Regions from separate parts of the Tachysurus fulvidraco genome. Here region 1 is linked to region 2. The links are chromatin contacts, called in public Hi-C maps. All regions are on one chromosome and are shown on one strand. The core of a region is the stretch at or near the end of the contact, and the rest is flanking DNA. Distances in the headings are between cores, read along the strand shown. Region 1 holds the start of LOC113654841 (kyphoscoliosis peptidase-like). Region 2 holds the start of si:ch211-107m4.1 (heterogeneous nuclear ribonucleoprotein U-like protein 2).

The links. A called contact is a pair of places that touch in the nucleus more often than the background predicts.
Region 1: a contact with region 2 is called in a Hi-C map of muscle, with 3 times the contacts expected there. The contact joins the promoter of LOC113654841 here to the promoter of si:ch211-107m4.1 in region 2. A contact is called at or near these places in 2 of 4 Hi-C or Micro-C datasets (muscle and ovary).

Annotation. Positions count from the first base shown.
Region 1 is chr10:15,781,903-15,787,754 of HZAU_PFXX_2.0, reverse strand. LOC113654841 (kyphoscoliosis peptidase-like) reads left to right here and starts at 1,835. Exons shown (of 7, transcript XM_027165109.2): 1 at 1,835-2,027; 2 at 3,821-4,485; 3 at 4,610-4,724; 4 at 5,494-5,611. The coding sequence starts at 3,847.
Region 2 is chr10:15,633,410-15,639,739 of HZAU_PFXX_2.0, reverse strand. It overlaps si:ch211-107m4.1 (heterogeneous nuclear ribonucleoprotein U-like protein 2), which reads left to right and starts at 4,567. Exons shown (of 14, transcript XM_047819345.1): 1 at 4,567-5,134. The coding sequence starts at 4,690. smyd5 (histone-lysine N-trimethyltransferase SMYD5) reads right to left here and starts at 4,332. Exons shown (of 13, transcript XM_027165165.2): 1 at 4,174-4,332; 2 at 3,751-3,859; 3 at 3,211-3,350; 4 at 2,445-2,566; 5 at 1,755-1,824; 6 at 1,392-1,496; 7 at 1,248-1,310; 8 at 302-372. The coding sequence starts at 4,266.

The sequences.
Region 1 (5,852 bases), core at 586-3,085, 150 kb before region 2:
CATGATGCCAGTCCATTTCAGGACACTGCACACATATATTGACACGCATTCATGCCTAGGGGCATTTTATAGCGATCGATCCATCCATCTAGCTGCAGGTTTTTAGAAGGGGTCAAACCTGACGTCCTGGAGCTGTGAAGCAGCAATGCTGTGACAACTGAACTAAATCTACAGAAACAGTTATAAAGACATACTTCCTGTCATAAATGCTAATATTAATATATTAAAACCTTATCTAAATTGTACATGACAAATTTCAGGCAAAACATTATTACAGCTGACTTTGCTGTTCCATATACATCTAGTAGGATCTGATATAATTCTATTTCTAATATATTTATGAATTTTACGCTCTGCTTCTTGTGTAAAGATAATTTACCTGTCCTATTTATACATCATTATGAAACTCAGAGTTATACAGAGTAAGATTCATTGGTCGTGGTGTTCTAATGAAAGTCTGTCAGATCTAAATCTGCGAATATGTCTGCAGAACCAAACACTGATCAGTCACACACTAACATGCTCTCGGTCACCCTCATTCTCTCTCACACACACACACACACACACACACACACACACACACACACACACACACACACACACACACACACACAATGATTCAGCTCAACACAAAGAACACACTCAGTTCAGTCTTTGTTGTTGACATTTTCAAGACTTATAATTGTGCATTGTTATCTAGTTTTTAGCTTCTGTGTTCTCCTCAGCCTTGTTTATTGTCCTGTTGCATATCACCTGACCACGGCTTGCTTTTGACCTTGCCCTTGTCTCGCATTTGGAACATTTTCTTATTAATCTGCCTTACTGTATCTGCACTTGCATCCTGACAGCCTTCTTTTTGTCTGTCATTGTCAACCTAATGTCACCTGAAAGTATTACAAACATGTGTTATTCCAACTTGACATCCAAACTGAAAAACAGCAATCTTTGACACATTTTGGAAAAATATTTATAAATGCTTATGCAGATTTATGTCACTTCTCATAAATGAGTCTACAATGAAGGTCATAACTAGAGGTGATGAGTGGTGCATGTAGGTGGAAGGTATCAACAAACCTAGCATTCAGATAGAGAATATAATATAGCTTATGCAGGTGATTGTCTGAGGATAAGAGAATTGTGTCGTATAAGGCACGTTCAGTTAAAAATAAACAATAAGATAAAAAGGCCAAAGATTAGTTCAAATTAAGTGCAACTGAATAAGGAACAGAAATGTATGCATATTCTTTTATTTGTAAATCAGATTTAGTGGTTCCAGGGTCATACAATGAAAGGGTTAACGTATTTTGTGGTAATTTGACAGACTGGCCAACAGAACAAGGTTCGTGACCTCGACCAAAAGGGATGCCCTTAAATGTCACGCTGTGGAAATTTGAAAAAGTTCCAAGTTGTTGTGAATGCTTTGTTTAGTGTTCTTGCTTAGAAGACTTTCTTGCTTGGACATGTAAGACCAGTACTACCCCTTCGAATAAGATGAGATTTTTTATGGGTTCTTGCATACAGCACAGTGTGTTATTCAAAGTAGGAAACATTATAAGCAGTTGGAACTCAATGTGCTGGAGTCTGCTTTTGTATTTGATTTCCAAAATTCTTATCACTACAAAACTCCCAGCCTAAGGATGTGACCACAACTACTTTGGTGCCTAAAAGATAAAATGCAATGCTTTTCATTCATGCATAGAAACCAAAAAATGATTGTGCCAAAAAAAAAAAAGTTTGAAATTCACCCTGTTTAGTTCATGGAGAGCTCTGATGGCCTCCTGGTGTCCCCCAATGCTATAACTTTCCCCTCATGCTCCAGTATCTGATGGAAAATCCTGATGTGCTTTGTAGTATTTTTAGGGCTGTCATCCCCCTGGATCTGTCTGTGTTACATACCCCAGCTCTGGGCATAGAGGTTATATAACAACCTTCAGTCTCCAGGAGGTTGGGGCTAAATGATCAGCCTAATGACAAAGACGACCAGCAGACACATCAGTACGCCATCAAAGAAAAAGATGTCCCATAAGGTAGGAACTTAATCTCCTATGCAAAGCAAGACATGGAATTATACAGGTGGCACAAATGAGTCAGGCATTTTCACTGCTTTGCCTCTAGCTTTTTGGCTGCATTTTTAATGGTGAGAGACAAACTAGAGATGTGCTGGCTTTTTTTTTTTGCCTTATCTTTTCAGCTGTGAGTCTTCAGGAGATTTTCAAAATTCCATAATTCAAAGAATTAAATTAGCTGTGCAAATGTGTTTTGAAGGATGTTAGACAACTAGGTCTGCGTCTTGAATAATAATAGAAATGTTTTATAGATGGAACAAATGTAGAAATTTGTATATATGTGCATTTTTTCTAAATTTTTGGACAAGAACCTTATACCCATCTGGCTTTAGTAAATAACTTATTGTATTTAGCACTAAATGAACCAGAATTACTCACGTTCTCATGTGTACAGCAATAATGGCCCAGTGCTAAGAAAGTAATATGAGGGTCATTAGCAAAAATGTTGGATCAAATCTGTCCAGTATATGCTCTTTTTTTATGCTTCTTAAAATGAACCGTAGTCAGAAAATGTATGACACTTGTGAAAAGTTTCACATTTATTTGTAAATTTTATTTCGAATGCTATAGAGCTTTATGAATTTAAAACTAATGGGTTCGGTAAACACATACCTAGCTATGTAACATACTTGATTGCAGTCATGTATTCATTTCTTAAAACACCATCAATTTAGATGGTTAAAAAATCACCACAAAAGAACCACAGTTATTAGTCAAAAGCAACAAACCTGGAATGTTACAATGACAATGAATATAAATAATAGGATGGGTTTGGCTTTGATGGTAGCTAATCAGCAATACAGAAAAGAAATCACACTGTCATTAACATTAGTGTTAATTCATTCAGACATCACAAAGCTCTGGTGGAATACAAAGCACTAAAGAATTCTGACAGACTATCCATTTGAATCACTATCTACATGCAGCAAAAAACTCTTCTCCAAAGAAAATAGGTGAGACATAAGTAGGATATAAGAATGTGCTTTTTATTTTTATGTCAGTCAGTTATGACTAAGCAGAACATACAAAAGCTCAGTTTTGAAGAATGGTATTAGTTCACAATATAAGCGGAAAATTCATTCAAATTGTCCTGACTAAAGACCTTACTGGAATGTTTCTATTTTTGTACATATTCTTGATTGACACATCTGGAGCGAAGGATGCAAAGCTTCAACCTCAATTTCTTTTCGAAAATAATCCGCTCTGAAGCAGTCACCCTGTGACCTGGAGATTGTGAGTTCGAAACTCGTCGATACCGTATCGTATCCATCCCTGGCTGCCAGTCAAGGGAGCAAAACATGTGCTTTGTGTGTGGGAGGGTTTGTCATTTTCCCTTTCCCCTTTGTCAATCATAGCAACACTAGCCAATCATGGGTGGCTGTGAGCTTAGGTAAATGGAAGAGGGCTGAGTGTGTTCCACTGCTCCGTGAAGCAGTCAGAAATGGATGTGTCAGGCTTCAACCACACTGGTGTCACAATGCAGAGGTTGAGATGGATGTAAAGTTCAGCAGTTTAAGCAGTGTAATAATCAGAGCAGATTGGTCCAAAATGCGAGACTGGATGAAAGACAAGCTGGCTGTTTGGTGGAGAATGGCAGGTGACCATACTGGTCAACTAAAATGTAGGAAAAATACATTCTAAAACTACATTCACATGTCACACGTCACACTGGTGGAAGTAGAAAGAAATACTTATTTCCTTACAAATTCATGCTTAATGTAATTTCTTACCTACTCTTTCTTACACTCTTTCAGTACAGATTTGACAAATATAAGTGACCATGATGTCTGCTGACCTAAAGATTTCAAATAATATACAAGAGCTCTGCCAGGCCACTTGTAATGCCAATCAAATGTGCCATGAAAATGAGGACAACAACAATAACATCAATAATACAAGTATAGCAGGTGAGCCCTTGCTTCCCCCTAGTATGGTGCCTCAGAGCCAAGAACAAGAGCACACACAAGAACACAGAAGTGAAAGGAGTTTCAAGACTCAAGCTAAAGAAGATGAAACAAACGACCCCCGAGGAGATCCGTGTAACACAGTATTCTCTACTAAAATCTCAAACAATAAGAACCAGACAGAAATGGCAACACTAAAGCATGCTGTTTCAACTAAGAGTTCAGTGTTTGAAAAATGGGCTGCTATGGATAAGGTGAATCAGAGACCCCTTGCCAAGAGACAGCTTTCATACATCAGCCAAACTTCCACTTCCAGAGCTGTGAAGAAGACTTTGGTGAAAGAGAAAGATCTGACTAGAGAGAAGGTGCCTAGTATTGCTACTCAGCAGGACACGAAAAATGATCATATGATCTTGAACCAGCGTGGGTGTAGAAGAAAACTACAGAAGGAGCTGATCTCCAACCTGGAAGATTTCTACAGAGTGGACTCACACGCAATCGGTGCTAGCCAAGAGGTGAGAAATATGTGTCATCTGATATACCATTTGAGGTGTTGAGGATTTGATCCGTTTATATGCTTGCAAAGTAAATTAAGGCGCTCCTTATTTAATCAGCAATGTGGTCATGTATGTTGTGCAGCTAAAGAGTAAGAAGATCTTTTCAGTACAGACTATTGCCAGAACCATCACCAAGGGAACGTCTACTGATTTAGAAAGACTTCGTGCAATCTGGATCTGGCTCTGTCATAACATCGGTCAGTTTTCATCACTTTCTCTCTTGCAACAACTCTATGAACTTTGCCAATTAAAGCACTGATCCCTTTCCCTAGATGCTAAACAAACACCTTTTTTTTAGATCCATTTATTTAGAATTTAACATTCTAGAATTTTTAACAATAGAAACAAAATCATAGCATGACAAAGCAGTTCTGACCATCAAGAATTGATAAACCAGAAGTGCTATAATATAAAAGAATTACGCAATATATTTAAACCTGGATGTGAAATAGATCCTAATTAGAATGTGTAAGATGAGGCCCATAAATGAACATTATCTGATTCTACCTTAGGCATTATTAATGATAATTATGCTAGTTACATACATGTAGTTCCACTACAAGCAGAACATGACAGTGTTTACATTTGCAGTTCTGGATTGCGAGACATTAGATATGTTTGCTCTTTGGTTTGAAAATTATTTGTATCGGTTTACAGCTTATTTTTAAAACTTGGCTAGAGGAAGTGTGTGTATGTGTATGAGTGTGTGTATCTTTGGAGTGCAGTCAGATTTTCTTCTGTCAGTTAGGATCACCACACACATATATATATTTATATATACAAAAATATTGTGTTTCTAAAAACACATAGCCCGATATAAATGTGTTGTACAGATACAAAGTTGCACAGATCTTAGGTGCACTGAAAATTTGCTTTGGTTAACCTTTTTTTCCCAGTTATCAAAAAAGTATTTGACAGACAAACTGAAATATATGCTGCTATTGATAACAGTGTTGTTCTGTACAGAGTATGATTTGAATGGGTACCTGGGTCTGACTGAGAAAGCGTCTTCTCCTGAGCAGGTTATTGAAACAGGTCGAGGAGTTTGCTGCGGATTCTCCAGTGTCTGCTTACAGCTGTGCAAGTAAGAGCATCATATACTGTAGTCTACTATCCACCTCTAATCGTCTATGTTGATTAGTAATATGAGGATAAATAATAATGTTGTAATTTATATATCTGATGAGGGTTTTTTATACAATTTGGCAGGTTTTAGTAAAATATTTGCTCTAAAGGAAAAAAGTTTTCTAGAGATGTGCCAGTATCTACAAATAAGAAAAAAAAAACAAATACTATATAGCAGTACGATGGAGAAATCTTTAGTA
Region 2 (6,330 bases), core at 3,318-5,817:
TTTTTTGGTACATGACCAAAGTATAAGAAAATTAATCTTAACTGATTTCCTTCTAAATGTAAATTTTTTAGCATGGTTCATAGGATATGTCTGTGTGAAATGATGTGCATCATTAAATCACCATGGTATGATTTAAATACTGTAAATGCATCACAGTTTTAGTCAGCATTAAGTCAGGATTAAAGATTTCCAAGGGCTGGATGGCCACTTTGTGTTAGATAAATAACATGCAGGGTTAATCCATTTGCTTCTCAAAGCAAAAGTATATTACAGAATAAATATTTAACAACATGGTTCCAACCTGGTTCCGATGCCCTGCCCGTTGGTCCCGACAAGCGCGAAGAGAGAGCGAAAGCCACCTGGAGTGAACCACTGAAAAGCAGAGGACCAATTTGATCATTAATTATCAATGCACACTTCAGTCTTCGTGTTATTACACTTACAGTCTTTTATATTCGTTTCAGTGGTATAAATTTTAGATACTCTTATAGAAATATTGTTATTACAGTTGGACAGAAATAACTTGTTGTTTTACGTCTCTTATATTATCACTGTTACTACATACACTGTTATCCTTCTATAGCTGTTACACTGATATTCTTACATCCATTTATCAGCTTTGTGCTGGTATTCTTACAGCTTCAGGACCGTTACATGACATCATTTTATATCTGTTTCAGTGAAATTTGTCCATCCGTTTAAAATCGTTAAGCTGCTTCTAATGTTTATTATTCATGTTTTTAATAGTTATGCTGATATTAATAATACAGCCATTTAACAGTTGTTACTCCATATATATATATAAAAATATAAAACAGGCTCTCATACTTCTTATGCCATTATTAGCACTAGAGACTTTCATATTTGCTCTCATATAAACCATGTTACAGCCTTTAATGTCGAAGCGTTTAAATGAAACCACTTAAAAGATTTATTCGTTTATTTTTAAAAAAATATTCTAATTTGTTCCATCAAAAGAAAAAAAGGATAATTGGATATTTTACACATAACATTGTCTTTTTTTTTTTTTTTTTTAAATGAGGCTTTATCCAAGATCAAGAATTAGACAGACTTTGATCCACAGTAAATTCTTCCTGTAAACATTTTTAATTATTTATTCAAGGTTAAATTGTTTGAGTCTATTAAGCACTGAAAAGGAGATCCTGGACATTTGTTTATGAGCTGATTATGTAATGATGTGAAGAACACTCTAGATATACAGTACACAGTAGAGGATATACACTGACCTGACTCAGGTGATCGTCATAGAGTGCTGTGGTAAAAAGGTTATGCAGCAATGCAAGCTGGTCCTGAGGGATACATAAAGTGAAACACTTACATGTGCACTCATGCGCTCCCCCACTCACGCGCTCCCCCACTCACTCTAATACCTGAAACTTCTCTCCTAGCAGTTTGTGTGCTATTTCCTCCTGCTCGTTAGCAGCACGGCTGCAAAAGTGAGAAAACAGCCTCTGCCAGTGCCCCTTATCTTGAGCCTAATAAACAGACAACATTAAACATAAAGAAAAAAATACAAGTACTGTAAGAAAAGGTTCAAATTAGGCAGCAAATGGACTAATCTTCTAGCCAAAGCCATTCTCAGGCACTCACCTAGTTAACAAGAGAACAGATTACTCATTGAGTACAAGCTATTCTCTCAGCACAGTTTCAAAAAAAAGTTTACTAAATCCTTCCATTATCAGAGCTTTTACTCTGAGTTAGCTTAGATGAAGTAAAGAGAGAAAGATTAATACCTGCTTGACAACTGCAACCATTTTGGCCATTAGCATGATGCTGGAGGTTTCTGGAGGATAGTGTGCACTCCTGAACACACAATTTACATTTTGAATTTCAGTATTGGATCCTATTTGTTTAATCAGCATAATGATTAAGGATTATGAGCATATTTGACCAGTTAAAAAATTGCAATCATTACATTTCTCAGTGTTTTAACCATCTTTATAATTTCTATACAGATACATATTTTATTTTCCCTAATATACAAAATCTTTAATGCTCCATTTATATGTTATAACATCTAACAAACACACAGAGATGGGAATTTAATTAATACATCAGATTGATAATCACTAAAGTGTTGTGTTATTCAAGGATCTAATGCAGCTGATTATGTTTAACAAAGGAGAAAAAGAAAAGAAAAAAAACAAAAAACAGATGAACTGATTAAAATATGCTCACTCACGCAGCTCTAATCGTGATGGATCTCTCACAGCAGCAAGTTTATTCCCGTGGATTATTTTAATTTGATTATTAAAAGACTGATTCTTTGAGAGGCTTTGTTAGTTCACACCATTAAAACCTGGTTATTTGCATCTTCATCTTTTAACTTGCTGAGAGCAGATTTACAACCTAAAGACAAAATGACGTAGCGAATACATAAACGGACAAGATTAAAGCAGACACGTGAGAGTCTTGTGTCTCACCTCCATGCATCCTGCAGCTTGTTGATTGGATGATCATTATCTTGATGTGAAGGGCCCAGACACAGAATGTGGTGATATTGATCCCATGCAGCCTGCCTGCACTCGCTGCTACAGTACATCATCTAACAGAACACAGCAATGACCAAAACAATCCATAAATACAGCAATTTATTTATTATTTCATATAAAAAAAAAAAAAAATTTTTACAGCTTGCTGGGGTCAATATATGGTTGAAGATCATGCACAAGGATGGGTAAAATAATGAAGATGTAAGAGACATGATTCCTATGTATATCTAATAGGAGGTTGGTGTCTTTTCAGAGAGTCACAAAGAAACAAAACCAATTCTTGATTTAAACAGTAAAAGTGCCATCAAACATCAGAGTGATGCATGAAGCTGTCATTTTATCATTTAGATTTAATATCACAACAGTTTGTTTCCACATGCCACCTCCAAAAGGTCTGTACAAGTACACAGGCCTTTCCTAATATCCTACAACTAATAAAAAGATGCAGGAACAATAATGACAAGAAAAGTAAAGATCATAACAGTCTTTACGTTATATTAGCATGTAATAACTTCTTAAAACAGAGCAATTAAACTTCTAATGGACCACATCTGAGGAGAAATTAGTCATGTAATACGATTCTAATAAGTTTTCCTTATAAGTGATTCATAACGCTATCCTACAGGACCCAGGTTTTCAGAGAGAAGCCAAGACTGAATGCAAAACACACAGGGAGAACTAACTGATGATGTGGTACCTGGCAGTGAGTACAGGCCTGGTGCAGCTCAGGCCGGACTTTACACAGCTCAGGGTGGGGGAGGCTGAGGGCAGGCCGAGCGCTGAGCCTGCGTGCGTTTTCCTCTGCTGTCTCCAGAGCACGCAAACAGTACTCACAAGCTACAGAAAGGAGAAACTGATTAACAAAAACAACTCCAGCACACACAACTCTTACTTATATGCTTTACATGCACGCATAAGTATTTGCCCCTAAACATTTCCACATTTTGTAGTACTAAAATAAAACGAAAATGATTTACACAATATAACTTACATTTAAAGATGCACCACTTATACAACACACTACATCATTAATACAGTTTAACGTGATGCATGAAGCTAATGCTGAATATTGGTTTCTGGGCTGAACAGCTGCTGGTGTATTAGATGATCAGTAATGGATCAGTATTATGTGTAGTCGATCACTAATCTAGGAAAAGGTTGCAACGAGGAAGAACCACACTGTCATTGGACTTCCTGAGGCAACTGGTTAGATGCGGAACACCACAAAACTGCTCACCTTTATACTTGTACAAAGCATTCCACAAGAACTGAGCAGACACAAGGGGACGCTCAGTAAAGATTGTCTCGCCCTTTTTGAACGGTCTCTTGGCGAACAGTCCTTTACCCTAAAAGATCAACACAGAAACCGTGTTAAAGGTTTATGTTGTGTATCTCAGGCCTGCAACCAAATGCAACCAGCTGCCTTCCATCACCCATCGATTTAAACCAGAAATGACACAAATACCACTTTAATATCAATATAGTTGTTTGGCATGAAATTTGTGTGCCATTCTCACACAAAATGTAGCGTTATGTTTAGAAAAGTAACTAGAGATCTCTGGTATGCAAGTGTAGGAGCAGACAGAGTCGTTTAAAACGAAACGTATGGAAAATAAAAAGTCGGGATGTTGATATCAGACCATTTTTAACAGGTACACACCTTGACGTTGTCGATAAATCGGACTTCCACACAGTTAGCAGTTTTACCGGGATCACCGCACCGCGAAAACATGTCATCGAAGGGGGCCGCCATGTTGTAAAATGCGTGTCACCTTTGAACTCTGTGAGGTTATCCAATCGGACGTTTTCTTCTTCGATGCGTGTTGACGTCACACATAAAAACAGTCGCATTTTTTATTTTATAAGAGCGAATAAGATGCATATAAGTTGAAATACTTTTAAATCATGTTTTTTTAAATTAAAAAGTGATACATTTTGTTTTAAGAAAATTAAATCACATTCACGGTTAGTACCAGTAACAGGAGAGGGGGCGTGTCACGATTGGTCCGAACGATCTGAGTAGGTGGGGCTTATAGATTACTGGCCAATGAGCAATCAGAAAGCCTTCTTGAATTTTTCTGGCCGTTCAGCTGCTACGTGTTGTGGTGTGTTTACGTTTATAGACGTGTGTTTTAGACGTTTTAGTAGTTTGGTTTTAAACCCCAGTTTATTCACGATGCTGTTGGAGGACGTGAGGAAGCTGAAAGTGTCCGAGTTGAGGGCCGAGCTGCGGGATCGTGGTCTGGAGCCCAAAGGGCTGAAAGCTGAGCTTGTGGCTCGTCTGATGTCAGCCATCAGGAGCACAGAACCTGGTCACAGTGCACAGGAGACTCCCACACTAACATGTCACACTGTAGACACATCCACAGGCTCTGCATCTGGGACAGCTTTAAATAACAAGCAGCAAACTGTGGAGCAAAAGCAATCAGAGGAAACGTGGAGAGAAGCGAGGTCCTGCACACAGGATCAGAGCACACAGACAGACAATGACACTGCAGTCCTACAGTCAGTCTGCTGTTGTTCTAACAGGACAGAAGGACCTTTTAAAAGCCTGTATGTTCTCAGCAGCAGTGATGTGCATCAGGAGGAAGAGCAGTCTGCATCACTGGAGAGTCATCAGTGTGAGTCAATTCTACACAACACTTCATGCACTTTATCCTGGAACACAAGTGTATAATTAATGATCTCTTGCTTGTGGTCACTAACGTTGGATCACTACTGATCAAGTCAAATAGGTTTTATTGTTGATTTAACCATATGTAGCTGTTGCAGTACACAATGAAATGAGACAACGTTTCTCCAGGATCGTAGTGCTACATACAACAACACAGAGATAAGGACTAAAGTGGTATGTGGTAGCTCAGTGTTTAAGGTGTTGGGCTACTGATCGGAAGGTCATGGGTTTGAACCCCAGGTCCACCAAGCTGCTACTGCTGAGCCCCTGAGCAAGGCCCTTAACCCTCAGTTGCTCAGTTGTAAGTCACTCTGGATAAGGGTGTCTGCTAAATGCCGTTAGTCCTTAGGAAGTAAATGTAAAGTAAGTTAGTCCTTAGGAAGTACCTTAGGAAGTTAGTACTTAAAGTGCATCTGTTATGGTGTAGACAGTGCAGGCAGGGCAAGACAAAAAAACGCAGTGCAGAAGAAAAAGCCAAAAGAAGACAGTGCAGGCCAAGACAAAAGACAGTGCAGGAGAAAAAGACCAAAAAGACAGTGCAGGAGAAAAAGACAGTGCAAACAAAAAATACAAGACAATACACAAAAGGCAATACACAAGACAATATACAAAATGTGATATGCCAGATATGCAGAAACTGCAAAATATGAATCATTTAGATAACTATAAATCATTGCATTTTTTTATTTAGTCCTGATTCAGCTTCCCGCATCGCCTATATGATGTTGAGGATTTTTACGCAAGACAGAAACATTCACTGATGCTCAAGCATCATGCCAGGGGGGTAAACTTTTAAAGACAGTGTGAAAATCACCTCTGTCAACTAAATAACAGCAGTTCTGTACTCAGAACTGGTCTCTAAGGGCCTTTTTACATCTGGTCACTTCATGTGTTTTCTCTGATCCGATAGCTATCTGATTTGTTAAAACTGTTCCGTTTCCATTAGGCCACATAAACGCATCTTGGCGAATCTGATATTGATCCGATCTTTCTACTCCAGCCCAAAATGCAAATATATTCGACCTCATTTCCATTTATAGCACTATGTCACTTGCGAGTGACGTACTTCCGTTTAGGAGGAGTATAGCACTGATGTATTTGGCTTGAACAACCTGTCCAGTTTCATCTGAAACGCGTCCCAGG